Linked DNA regions of Rattus norvegicus: all the other regions are linked to region 3. The links are chromatin contacts, called in public Hi-C maps. All regions are on one chromosome and are shown on one strand. The core of a region is the stretch at or near the end of the contact, and the rest is flanking DNA. Distances in the headings are between cores, read along the strand shown.

The links. Hi-C and Micro-C count contacts between places; a contact is called where the count stands out from the background.
Region 1: a contact with region 3 is called in a Hi-C map of Schwann cells, with 4 times the contacts expected there. The contact joins the enhancer-like site here to the promoter of Syt17 in region 3. A contact is called at or near these places in 3 of 12 Hi-C or Micro-C datasets (the A7r5 cell line, Schwann cells and frontal cortex).
Region 2: a Hi-C map of the A7r5 cell line shows a contact between it and region 3, with 3 times the contacts expected there. The contact joins the enhancer-like site here to the promoter of Syt17 in region 3. A contact is called at or near these places in 12 of 12 Hi-C or Micro-C datasets (the A7r5 cell line, the Rat2 cell line, Schwann cells and 7 more) and 1 of 1 datasets of contacts at active chromatin or transcription factors (oligodendrocytes).
Region 4: a contact with region 3 is called in a Hi-C map of Schwann cells, with 4 times the contacts expected there. The contact joins the promoter of Tmc7 here to the promoter of Syt17 in region 3. A contact is called at or near these places in 3 of 12 Hi-C or Micro-C datasets (the A7r5 cell line, Schwann cells and mammary epithelial cells).

What each region holds. Positions count from the first base shown.
Region 1 is chr1:182,449,691-182,452,616 of GRCr8, reverse strand. It overlaps Gde1 (glycerophosphodiester phosphodiesterase 1), which reads left to right. Exons shown (of 6, transcript NM_032615.2): 6 at 846-1,435. The coding sequence ends at 993. Among named protein-coding and RNA genes, the nearest start is that of Gde1, 15 kb to the left of the region's middle. Within about 2 kb of position 1,591, at least 1 of the 93 cell types and tissues checked has an H3K27ac peak or open chromatin away from gene starts, as enhancers often do. A contact at or near this core is called in Schwann cells, where this site is marked.
Region 2 is chr1:182,026,931-182,030,260 of GRCr8, reverse strand. No RefSeq gene overlaps it. Among named protein-coding and RNA genes, the nearest start is that of Smg1, 51 kb to the right of the region's middle. Within about 2 kb of position 1,425, at least 12 of the 93 cell types and tissues checked have an H3K27ac peak or open chromatin away from gene starts, as enhancers often do. A contact at or near this core is called in the A7r5 cell line, where this site is marked.
Region 3 is chr1:182,194,535-182,197,687 of GRCr8, reverse strand. It overlaps Syt17 (synaptotagmin 17), which reads left to right and starts at 1,900. Exons shown (of 8, transcript NM_138849.2): 1 at 1,900-1,999. The coding sequence starts at 1,985.
Region 4 is chr1:182,338,451-182,341,485 of GRCr8, reverse strand. It overlaps Tmc7 (transmembrane channel-like 7), which reads left to right and starts at 1,539. Exons shown (of 16, transcript NM_001191950.2): 1 at 1,539-1,665. The coding sequence starts at 1,602. LOC120099917 (a long non-coding RNA gene) reads left to right here. Exons shown (of 3, transcript XR_005499406.2): 3 at 1-1,324.

The DNA.
Region 1 (2,926 bases), core at 342-2,841, 260 kb before region 3:
GTGCAGTGGAGGATGACTGCCTCCCTGTGTGCCCAAGGCCCAGGGTCAACCTCCAGCCTCTCCATCATCCAGTGGGTAAAGGATATCCAGGCCTGCTGCTGTCAGGGGGGCCAGTGCTGTGGGACCACAGGAGGAAGTGGGAGTCATGGTGGGGGTGGGAGCTCACACCTGTGTCCCTTTGACCTGGCCTCACAGATGGTTATGTGGCATCTTTCTTGAGGACGTCTCAGCTACATCCGGGTAGCTCATTCGTCTTGAGAAATTACCAGTTCTGGAGTGTGGGCTGTGAGCCTGGAAGTCACTGAGTCATGTTGGACCTGTGAATCTGTGAGAAAATGTGATTGTTCTAGTCTTGCTGTTTGAAGGTGTGTGTCTGGTTTGTGTCCCAACAACTGCTTTTATATTGTATAAGCTGGGATAAAGTCAGTACACTTTCAGGAATTATCAGCTGTTCACCAGGATATGGGGCAGGAGCAAACTAAGCTCTGCCCGTGAACTGCAAGGAAGAAAGCCTTGAGGGAGAGCTTGGAATGCTCTTCTTACCCAGGAATGGAGGACGGAGAGCTCGTCAGTACGTTGTGGAGGAGCTTGTTCTGGTGGCCTGAGAGGGAGGCTTCTGCAGCACAGAGAGAAGCGGGCAGTATGGGATGAACAGACTGGTGAGCGTGACCTGTTTGAGCTGGGACAATGTAAAGCAGGCACACACAGGCCACACCTGCTTCCCAGCCTTCTGACTGCAGTGGGAGGCCAGCTGGGCTCTTAGGGAACCATTGACACATGCTCTGAGCTCTCAGTTCCAGGGACAGCTGGTCAATCTAACACCACCCGTTTCCCCTTTTCTCCAGGGACTATTTGAAGAAGTGGTCAGCCAAAGGAATCCAGGTTGTTAGTTGGACTGTCAATACCTTTGATGAAAAGAATTACTACGAGTCCCACCTTGGGTCCAGCTACATCACTGACAGCATGCTGGAAGACTGTGCACCTCACTTCTAGACTCCCCAGGAGGAAACACAGATGCAAAACTGCCTGGAGGCCTTTTGCAGGGACACGAGAACACTCTGTTAGCACAAGCCCTGGGAATCCTGCGGCTCATACTAGCAATAGCCACAGTTTTACCCCAAGCAGAAACCAGGCATGGCGACCATGCTCCAAGGAAGGCTCCACACTTGCCCTTAAAATTCTGGATCTGTGAAAAGGCAGGGTGGCCCTACCCAACCCCGCTGAGGGTACAGAGCCACAAGGATGAGCAGAGTGGGTCCTGCAATTAGGGCGCAGGCACCAATGCATGGGCTTGCATGATCACTCCAAGTTGACATTTTAAATCTTGCCATACTTCAGTAATTCACTTATTTCCAATATTTGTCGTCAGCTCTGTTAATGGCGACATGTAGGTGTCAAACTTGTGACCATACTAATAAAATCATTGAAAGGTGAACAGAGGGCAAACTGTACCACACTTCTGGTCCTACAGCGTCTGGGACTCTGGGGTGACTCTGGGGAGAAGGGAGAGGGGAGCTGCTCTGGGCACACTGGAGGCCTTTAGTTTTAAGACTTGTTGTAAACACTTCCGACCACCAGGGGACAGAGCGGCAGCTGTCCCAGCTTGTTTGGAAGCTCAAGCACAGGCTGGTTCCTAGATGAGAACCTGGAGGGCACGTCTAAGGATCTGGGCTGCTCTTCATTTCTCAAAGGAAGATGCACAGACTGGTGGCAGCCTCAGAACAGCAGGGACACAGCCTCAGCCGGGCCTCAGGAGAACTAGTGTTCCTTTTTTTGCTCTAGACTAGGAACTAGATGAGGCATTTGCATGCACACTCATCTGCAGCCCTGGGGAAAAGCTTGTGGATATGTTGGCGCCATCTTTAGAGATGAGGAAGCAGAGGCACCACAGTTGCACACCTGAGTCCATGATGCAGTCCAGTCAGTGTCCAGTTCCAGGTCCTCACCATCCTGCGTGAACAAACAGGGCTTTTGTTGGGAACTTAGTAATTTGGTGTTTGCATGTGTGGGGGAGGGGTCGAGGTGGGGGAGGTCCCTGGCATTGAACTCAGATCATTCGGCTTGTAGCAGGCACCACGTTGAGCCCTCTCACCAGCCCTTAAGGTTTTGGGTTTTTTGTGATGCTAGAAATTCAACCTAGGCTTTACATGTGGTAAGTAAGCCTTCTGCCAGAGTTCTATCACTAGGCCTCTTTGTAAACAAATTTAAAATTAAGCCAGGTGTGGTGATACACATCTTTTTTTTTTTTTAAAGATTTTATTTATTATATATAAGTACACTGTAGCTGTCATCAGACACACCAGAAGAGGAGGACATCAGATCCCATTACAGGTGGTTGTGAGCCACCATGGGGTTGCTGGGATTTGAACTCAGGACCTCTGGAAGAGCAGTTCATGCTCTTAACCACTGAGCCATCTCTCCAGCCCCAGTGGTTCACATTTTTTTTTTAAAGATATTTATTTATTTATTTATTTATTTATTTATTTATTTATTTATTTATTTATTATGTAGTGTTCTGCCTGTACACCAGAAGAAGGCACCAAGATCCCATTACAGATAGCTGTGAGCCACCATGTGGTTGCTAGGAATTGAACTCAGGACCTCTCTCTGGAAGAGCAGTCAGTGCTCATAACCACTGAACCGTCTCTCCAGCCCCAAGTGGTACACATCTTTAATCCCAGCAGTCTGGAATCAGAGGCAGGCAGGTCTCTGAGTTAAAGCCAGCCTGGTCTACAAAGTGAGTTCCAGGAGAGCCAGGACTACATAGAGAAACCCCATCTCAAAAAGCAAAATTTTCAAATTACATCTACTGTGTGCGTAGTACACCTGGCACACACCTGGAGCTCAAAGGACAGGCTTGCCAGAGTCTTCACACCACGTGGGTTCCAGAGATTGAATTCAGGTCATCAGGCTTGGTTAGCAACGC
Region 2 (3,330 bases), core at 176-2,675, 170 kb after region 3:
TTATGTGCATTTGTAGTTTGCCCGCATGTATGTCTGTGTGAGGGTGCTGGATTTTCTGGAACTGGAAATCAGTTGGGAACTGCCGTGTGGGTGCTGAATTGAACCCGGGTCTTCTTGAAGATCAGCCAGTGCTCTTAACCTCTGAGCTACCTCTCCAGCCCTCCCTTTCTTTTTCTTTATTCACGTAGCCTGGAAGCTTTTCTCTCTCTCTCTCTCTCTCTCTCTCTCTCTCTCTCTCTCTCTCTCTTTCTTTCTTTCTTTCTGCTTTGTTTTATCTTATTTTTTCCAGACAGGGTCTATCTGTGTAGTCCTGGATGTCCTGTAACTTGCTCTGTAAACCAGGCTGCCCTCCAACTCACAGAAATGTGCCTGTCTCTGCTTCCCAAGTGCCAAGCGGTTCCATATCACCTCCCGGTTCTTAGTTTCTTTCTTTCTTTCTTTCTTTCTTTCTTTCTTTCTTTCTTTCTTTCTTTCTTTCTTTCTATCTTTTTTTCGGAGCTGAGGACCGAACCCAGGGCCTTGCACTTTCTAGGCAAGCGCTCTACCACTGAGCTAAATCCCCAACCCCGGGTTCTTAGTTTCTAAATATCTGAGGGATGACCTTGAACTTCTGATCTCTGAGCTTTTTCGATCTTTACCTCTTACGTGATGAACACACACACACACACACACACACACACACACACACACACACACACACACACAGTGGTCTAGTTGGAAAAAAGGGCTTTCTTTCTGCATGCTAGGCAAGCATTGTAAAACCCGAGCTACATCCCCAGTCTTAAGGAAGACCATGAGTTCAAGACAAGTCTAGGCTACAAAATCAGATATCAGATCATGCCTTTAAAAAAAAAAAAAAAAAAAAAAAAAAAAAAAAGCTGGGCTTAGTTTGCAGATCATTTCCTGAGAACCCGAAGGCCTGCCCGCCCCTCTTGGAAGAGACTTGTTGCCCGAAATTCCACACATGGCCACTAGAGGCCGCGCCGTAGCAGCTGAAGTAGCGACGGACTTGGATGCTCCCCAAGAAGCATGGGGGAAAAACAAAGCGGTTTTATTTTCAAAAGACTGAAGAGGCCCCTACAGAGCGCCCACACTTCCTCTCCTCATAAGTAAACACACTTAATTACAATTTAATTTATTCTGAATTGTATCAACAATTAAAAAGAAATTACCCTCTCGCTCTATTTTCTTTCTCTTTATTTAAAATAGGTTCCTCCTAACTTGAGCAATTTAATGTGGAGAGACAATTGGATTTTAATGACCTTCTCTCCGGAGTCTAGTAGGTGGGTCCTGCCTTTTCCTAGCTTTGATTTACATCTCCCAACATCTTAATATGTCATTTTGTCTGATGATAGTTAAGCTACTCCCACAGACACTGGCGGAAACACACCCTCTCCAGCCACTACAACTCACTGGTTCAAGCACAGAAGGTAGAAAACGGCCGTTTCTCCCCCACCCTTCCCTGCTTCTTGTTTTCCTCTGCTGCTGCCTCTGCCGTTCAGCATCTGCAAGCCTTTTGGAAGTGACCATTATGTAAGGAAGGGAATAGAAATAATTAACCCTCGGTTCAACCTTAGCCTGTGCTTTTTAAGCCACTGTGAGGGAGGTGGGGCATGAAGTAAACAAAAACCTACGCTGTTCACAATCACCAAAGAGTAGGATCAACTCAAATGTCCACGGAAGACTGGAGTGAGGTCTGTCCGTGTGTGTTTGGGGGTGGGGGTGGGGGTGATAGTATAAACTGTCAACTTGACAGCTCAGAGGCAGCCCCCAGGCACACCTATGAGAGCCTCTGAGAATTGTCTGTGGGAACTGTCTTAAGTTTGTTGATGTGGGTGGATTCATCTTAATTGTGATGGAGACCATTCCCTGAGTGGTGATCCTGGACTGTGTAAAACAGAGAGAGCAAGCCAAGCACTAGCATGTGTGCGTTAATTCCTTGCTTTCTGCTTCCGACTGTGGATACAAAGAACCAGCTGCTTCAGGCTCCTGACACCTTTCATCCCCGAAATGATGGACCAGCCGTGGTCAGGAACCTTCCTCCTTTCAGGAGGCGTTTTTGTAGGAGTAAAAAAAAAAAAAAAAACAAAACCAGCCATGAGAGGTCACAACTCATAGTAAGATGTCCAGAAGAGACACCCACGCAAACAAAAGACACATTAATGGTTTCCTGGGGCAGTAATGAAGAGGAACTGCTTCATAGAGGGTTTCCTCAGTGATGAAAATTTTTCAAAAATAGCCATAGGATTTCAGGACACCGGATATCCTCAGCTCCTCTGCGTTGTAGAGTTTCCTCTTCAGTTACAATGGCAAGGTCCATAAGATGCCGGGGACAGAACAGGGTCTCCCACCGGGTAAGTGCCACTGCGCCACAGCTCCGGCAAACTGATGGACTTAGCAAAAGGCCTATTGGTCATCCTCATGTCTGTCCTTTTCTAGTTTATTTTTAAATGTTATTTATGTCTTCGGGTGTGTTTCCCCCATACATCACGCGCATGCAGTACCCACGGAGACCAGAAGAGGGCGATGGATCCCTTGGAACTTCGGTTACAGAAGCTCGTGAGAGGCTCTGGGCCTGCTCATCACTTCTGAGTCATTGTAACCAGCCTGGTGTCAGTCCTTTCTAAACGTTATAGAAGTTTGAAAATGTTTATAATAAGACAGTCAGATAAGGTTTGATCCCTTCCTGAAATTCAAAACAGAAACCAAACTTATCATCAGGATGGGAAGGAAGACTGTAGAGCACAGGTGTGTTTTAAAGGGCCACCTTTTTAATAGACTAGACACATGCAGAGCGTGCATCCGTGAAACCCACAGGATGTGCAAACCAAGAGTGGCCTGATGCACTCTACGGACTTCAGTGAACGACTGCAATGAGCTGATGTCAGTCCACCAGCTGTACCTCTCTGCTAGACTGTGAGGGAGTTCAGAGGGAGGCCGGGCCCACATGGGAAGCCCCTGTAGTTTCTGTTCCGTTTTCCTGTAAACTTGCTACTGTTCTTCTAAAATCGCTTTCTAAAGTCCGTTTAAAAGTCTAGTGTATAGTATAGCGGTTCACAACTTTAACCCCAGCATGTGGGAGGTATCTGCAGGTGGATCTCTGTGAGGTGGAGGCCAGCCTGGTCTACAGAGCCAGTTCTGGGACAGCCAAGGCTACACAGAGAAAGAAACTCTGTCTCAGAAAAACTGGGGGAAGAAAAATCAGTTTACTTATTTTATGTGTGTTCGTGTTTTGCCTGTGTGTATATATTTACATTACTTCTATGCAATGCCTGGGGAGGGAAAAGAAGCCATAGAAACCTGACGATAGAAATTACAAATGGTTGTGAG
Region 3 (3,153 bases), core at 651-3,150:
CCTTGGGGTAAGGGTGGTCTTACCTCTCTGCACCTTAGTCTCCTCATGAATCTGTGAGTAGGAGCTATCCCAGAGCAGGAGACAGAATGTGCAGCATCACACAGACACTTTGCCCAGGGCCTACCCTGCTCTGGGCTCTGTAGAGATATAGGGAGTGGGGTAAAGTACTGGAGTGGTGCTCTGGGAACACGGATTTGCTAGGCCCATTGTTCACCCTCAATGTGTTCTTTCCCAAGGCAAACAAACACTTTATCCAAAGGGTTCCAAAGTCAAAACAAAGAGCTAGTCCACAGAAACCTATGGTTTACTTACAGGAGCGTGGGTGACCCCTAAAGCAGCTGCACCGCGGAGGGAATAACAACTCTCTTTCCTTCAGCTGCGTATATGAAGGTTATTCCCCCAACCCAAATCGCTTCAACTAACCTTCCACAGTCTGTCTCTATATATCTATGCTCTAGCATCTCAGAGAGAGGGTTCACTCAATTAGGGCAGAGTTACCTACATGACTGGGAGGTGCAGGAGGGAGTAGCCAGCATCTAAGCGAGGGTTCCCCGACCCTCCCCACTCATCCCACTTTGAGGGAAGGCTACCAGTCAACAAGCCCTACCTCGGGTTCCCTTGCAAATAGAACAGCTGCTCTGATGAAGGTGATGGCTCAGCGGATGAGTTATTCAACATGTCGGATGCTGTGCTACAAATGTCGTACTCCCAAATGCCAGATTTTTCCTCGTGTACATTACATACTTAATTATTTGTGTTTTTTTTTAACTCGCTTATCTCCCCTAGAAGCTAGGCTAGGCAGAAATTGGACCCCATTTTTAATGGTGAAAAGGCAGGACGCCAAGAGATTGAAATGACAAGCTTGATGAACTGGTGAGCAGCGACACCAGCTGCCCGGCATGGAAAAATAGAAACCTAAGGAGGACCACGTTCCACTTCACGTCCTTTGCTGGAGGGTTGCGCCAAACTCGGTGACCTTGCGATGGAGACCCTGAGCTGGGAGATGTGCTAGTGGATCTTCCAGTGCTGGGGCCCACCCCGAAGGGCCGGCAGAAGAAGCCAAACCGCGACGACAGGACCGGGTCACTGGACCCAGCTGCCATCGGGCCGAGTCACGCCCCCAGGCGCAGCCAAACGCTAGGTGGCGCTGCGCGGCCGCCCTGCGCTAGACCTGTTGCGTCCTGGTCAGTCGGGCGGGTTAGGGTAAAGGGGCCCACGCAGAGCCCAGCGAGGATGAGCATCCCCCTGCCACAGCACTGTCCTGGGGGGGGGGTGGCTGCCAGGTCCACCCTAAATAGGTGGCTCCTGCCCTTCAGCCTCTACACACTCTACAGCCGGGTTCTAGGCGCGTCGGGTGCGGCTGGTATAAAACTTTCGCCAAGCCGCTCAGGGAGAGGGCGGGTTGGAGGGGATCCTCCAACTCCAGACCCCACAGCCAGCAGCGCGGTGTCGCCTCCGCCTCGCAGTCGCCCGAAAACCCTGCTGTCGATCAGGGAGGGATAGGTGCCACTCTATTGCCTGCCCGCAGCACTGACCCGGGCACCGCCCCCATCCACCCCTTTGAGGTCCCAATCCCCTCCCCCGCCTCCCGCGCTCGGGCCCCAGCGTCGCCGGCCCCGCCTGCGCCGGGGTCGCCGCAGTCCCCGCGGCTCGCCCCGGGCTCCCTGGCCAGGCGCCCCAGCTTTTTTGCAACCAGGAAGCACTCCAAGGTTGGGGTGTCAGTGCCGGCCCACCAGAGACCGAACCGGAGGACCTTGGGCATCCAGGTTCTGCGCTCCAGGGAGGCGGCCCCGCAGGGCTGGGCAAGGACGGGGCGGTCGGCGGAGGGGCGGGCGCCGCTCATCAGCCACGCCAGTCACGTCTGGGGCCACCCGGCCGCCCACTGATGTCTTGCTGGCTGGCCGTGCCACCTCGCCGGACCGGCGAGGGCAAAGGGGCTGTGGCGACGCCATGCCCGGGCCGGAGTGAGTGAGCGCGGGCGAAGATGGCGTACATCCAGGTAGGACGGTGGCTGGGGGCGACGGCCAGGGAATACCGGGGACCGCGCCCCCTCCGCTGGGAGCGCGCGCCGCGGGAGTGTGCACAACCCAGCTCCCACAAACTTACTGGAAAAAATAAAAACAAAACACACACACACAAAAAAAACAACAAAACAACGGGTGCCCCAGAGCAGGCACCTGTGCGTGTTCTGGAGCTGGGCAGGGGACCCCAGATTTCGGTATGGAGGGCCCTGCGTAGGACCTGCACCCTCGCACTTGCCTCCTTGGGAGGGGAGACCGCTGGGTGACTTTGTAACTCACCATCTCCGGGCCCCCTGGTACCCACCCGAGAGGAGGGGCAGCGGGAGGGCGGCCCGGGGCATGCCAGCCACCCGGCCCGCCAGCGCCCGTTGCCGTGGTGACGGCTCGGGCTAATTGGTCGGTGGAGCCAGCTGGAGGCAGCTGTTCAGACCTGGAGGGACAAGGACATCGTTCGCCCGGGCGCTGGGTGCAGAGGGGTGGGGACATCCAGAGGCCAGAGCACACTGGTGAGGGAAGTAGGGACGGTTACTCTGTCTGAGAATGCAGGACAGCCCCCCATGCCTCCCACAGAGCGCCCACAAGACTCCCAGAACCAGGAGAAATACCAAGTACCCGCACCCCCACTCCGCCCGCCACTCCTTTAGAGGGTGGGGATGAACTGTGTTGATTGGCAAAGAAACCAGTTTCTTTACAAATTGTGAAGTAATGACAGGTCACTCCAAGGTCACACGGTCAGACTTCCACCCCACCTGGCAAACAGACCCAGAAGAGCTTCGGGCTTCTAAGGCTGCTTGCCCCTAGGGGAGAGGAGCAGAGTGGCTCCCAGGAGCAGAGTGGGGACCCCACCCCCCAACTCTTCTGCTCCCTTGTTCCAGTTCTTCAGATGGTCTGTCACCTGGTGGAACCAGACCCTCTCCTCCTCTAGCTTTGATCCCCCGGAATGATGTGCCTTTTCATGGATTACCTAGGTTCTGGTTTCAAGTTCAATGAAGGTCACACTTACTGTACATCTGTGTCCTGAAAGTTGTTGGCATATGTATTCAATAGTCATTCATCAACACTTGGCTGACACCAATTATGGACCAGCATTGAGGACATAGGTAGCAGTCCTTGCCCCCTCTGATGCCCAAGA
Region 4 (3,035 bases), core at 290-2,789, 140 kb before region 3:
ACTACAAAGACAGAAACGGTCAACAGCCAGAGGTCAACAGGCACTATCTGACAAGGGGGAGAGAGGGCACAGTGTAAGAAAATGCAGAGGGTGAAGGGCACAGGGAGGGACACTGTGCTGGATGACCTTCAGACAGACGTGGTGATCCTGCTTGGCTGCCTTCACTGCCACCGCTAAATGTCTCCAGTGCCAGCTGGCGTCTGAGCCTTTTAGTAATTCTCAAAATAGCAGTCTTGCTCTGCCTCGTTGCCACCTGCCCTTCTCTGCACCTCCTCCCCTCCATTTCTCCTTTCTTTGTTGAGGTTTGTATGTTGTCCAGGCTGACCTTCAATTCTTGGGCTAAGACCATATTCCCACCTCAGCCTCCTGAGGTGGGACAGCAACTCCACCCATCAAGTCCCATTTCTTTTCTCCTCCTCTTCCTCCTCCTCCTCCTCTTCTTCCTCCTCTTCCTCCTCCTTCCTGAGGGGTTATGACTATGTAGCCCTGGCTGGCCTGAAACTTTCTATGTAAATCAGACTGGCTCACATTTACAGATCTATCGGTCTCCCAAGCCTTTTTTTTTTTTTTTAACTTTTTATTTATGTGCATGTGTGTTTGCACGAACATATGCCATGTTCACGCAGGGGCCTGTGGAGATCAGAAGAGAGACCCCGGAGCTGGAGCTCAAGGTGGTTGTGGGCACTGGGGATTGAACCTCAATCCTCTGGAAGGGCAGGAAGTGCTCTTAATCAATGAACCATCTCTAAAGCCCCACTTTCTTCTTTAAAAGAATATTTTCCAAATTTCATTTATTTGCATTTCTTTTTCCCCTGCAGGGGACATCTGTGGGAGTCTGTCTTCTCCGTCTACCGTGTGGATTCTAAAGCTAGAACTCAGGCTGGCAGGCTTGATGGCAAACACCTTTACCTGTGATTCATCTTACTGACCCAATTCATTGTTTTAGCCATACATGAATATGTATGGGGTGTTGGTGAAATGAGAACATTTCTAGAAAGAACATATGTAGCAAATCCTCCCCCCACCTGCCCTTCCCTCAGGTAACCATGCAAGTGGATCAGTTTGACTGCACCCTCTAGACAGCTATCTACACATACATTGGTATATAGTGTACGGTACATTCCGACTGTCTTAGTTAAGTGTGGACACACACACACACACACACACACACACACACACACACACGAATCCAATGGCAATGTTCCACACTTTCTGTTCCACACTTGCTACCAAATGACAATTTACAATAGTGGGGCTTGTAATGCAAGCACTTGGGAGGTGGAAGCAAGCGATTAGGAGCTCAAGGCTAACCTGGGTCTCACAGTACCAGAAGAGAGGGAGGGAGGGGAGGAGAAAGGGGAGGGGAAGGGGTAAAAGGGAGGAGAGTGAACAGTGGGAGAGTAGGAAAGAGGAGGGGAAGGAGGGGAGGGACCGAGGCATAGGGGAGAAGGAGACTGAAAAAGAAGAGGGAGGCTCCAGAAGGTAGCTGGTCCCCACCCTGCGCCCGTGGGAACGGCCCCGCCCGCCTCTGTGACGTCATCCGGAACCCGAAGAGGCGGGGCCGCGGGTCCAGGCGGCTGGAGGGTCCTCGCCGAGCCGTGATGAGCGAGGGCAACGCGGGCGACCCGGGCCACGGGTCCAGCCGGCAGCGAGCCGTACACCCAGGTAGGTTGCGGCGGGACCAGGCGTGCGGGGCGACAGGGTGGCCGTCCTGGTCCTCCGCGGGATACCGCTGCGGGGAAAGCGGTGGGCAGCGGACGTGCCGGGCGAGGAGGCTCCCCTTGCCCTGCCGGCCGAGCTGAGGAGGCAGTCCTCACTTTCCACACGACGACTCTCGGACCCAGGCCAGCCTCTAGATCGCCATGGTATCTATTCTGTGAAAAGATTGTGACAACCTGCCTGACCCAGAGGCTGGCCCCTAGATATTCCCTTTATACCCACATGGAAGCCAATCTGTTTCTGGTCTTTATTGCTGTGTGAATTTTGCCAAGTGACTTGCCCTCTCTGAGCCTCAGATTGGCTGAAGAACAGTGAAAATATTAATAAATGCCAGCACAGCCCCGATCATAGTAAGACAACAGTTAATGGCAGCTTACTGAGTACAGGAAAATTTTCTTTCTAGTTGTGTTAAATATACAGTCAGTTATACAGCTTCCTGAGATTTTACAGAAATGTGTAAAGACACCGCCCAGTAGATATAGTAGAGCTGCCAACCCCTTCAGGCAGGCTTCCTTGTAGTTTTTATTTATTTTGTTTCTTCCCTGAGCCAGAACTCACAATGTTATCTGCAGTCTGAGTTTGAGTGAGATTGGATCTACCAAGGCAAAGCTCAGCGAGAGGGCTTTGGTCTCTTCAACTTCCAGAAGAAAGACCCAATCCTGGGACAATGCGTTGGAAGCAGGAAAAAAACAAAAAACAAAAAACAAAAAAACAAAACAAAACAGGCGAAGCTCTATGATAGTTTATTTTCCCCCTAGCTCAGTCCTAGCATTGCTGACGGCTGCTAATTCCAGCCAGAGGCCTGGAGTCCCCCAGTGAGGGGCTAAGGGCGTGTCTCCTGTTGAGTTTTCCAGCCATCCCAGGACACCATGCTGCACTGTGAAAGCTAAGTCTTTTCTGGTTGGCTTCCATTGATCTTCCCGCTTGGTCGGTCACACTGCTCCCAGTTTTTGGGTCTTTGCTGAGAGTTGAAGGGCTACTCTAAGTGACTCCTGGGCCCCTATCACTGAGCTGCCTCTCCATCCCCTTGGATATCTGCAAGTTTTTGTTTGTTTTGAAATACTGGGGTAAATCTCAGAGCTTTACACATCATGAGAGACAAGAGCTCTCCCTCAGAACTACATTCCCCAGTTCCTTTTACTTTTTTCTTTTCTTTTCTTTTCTTTTTTTCGGAGCTGGGGATCGAACCCAAGGCCTTGCACTTGCTAAGCAAGTGCTCTACCACTGAGGTAAATCCCCAACCATTGCTTTGGTTTTTTGCTTGCTTGTTTTTGTTTTTTGTTTTTTGTTTTTTGTTTGGTTTTTTATTTTTATTT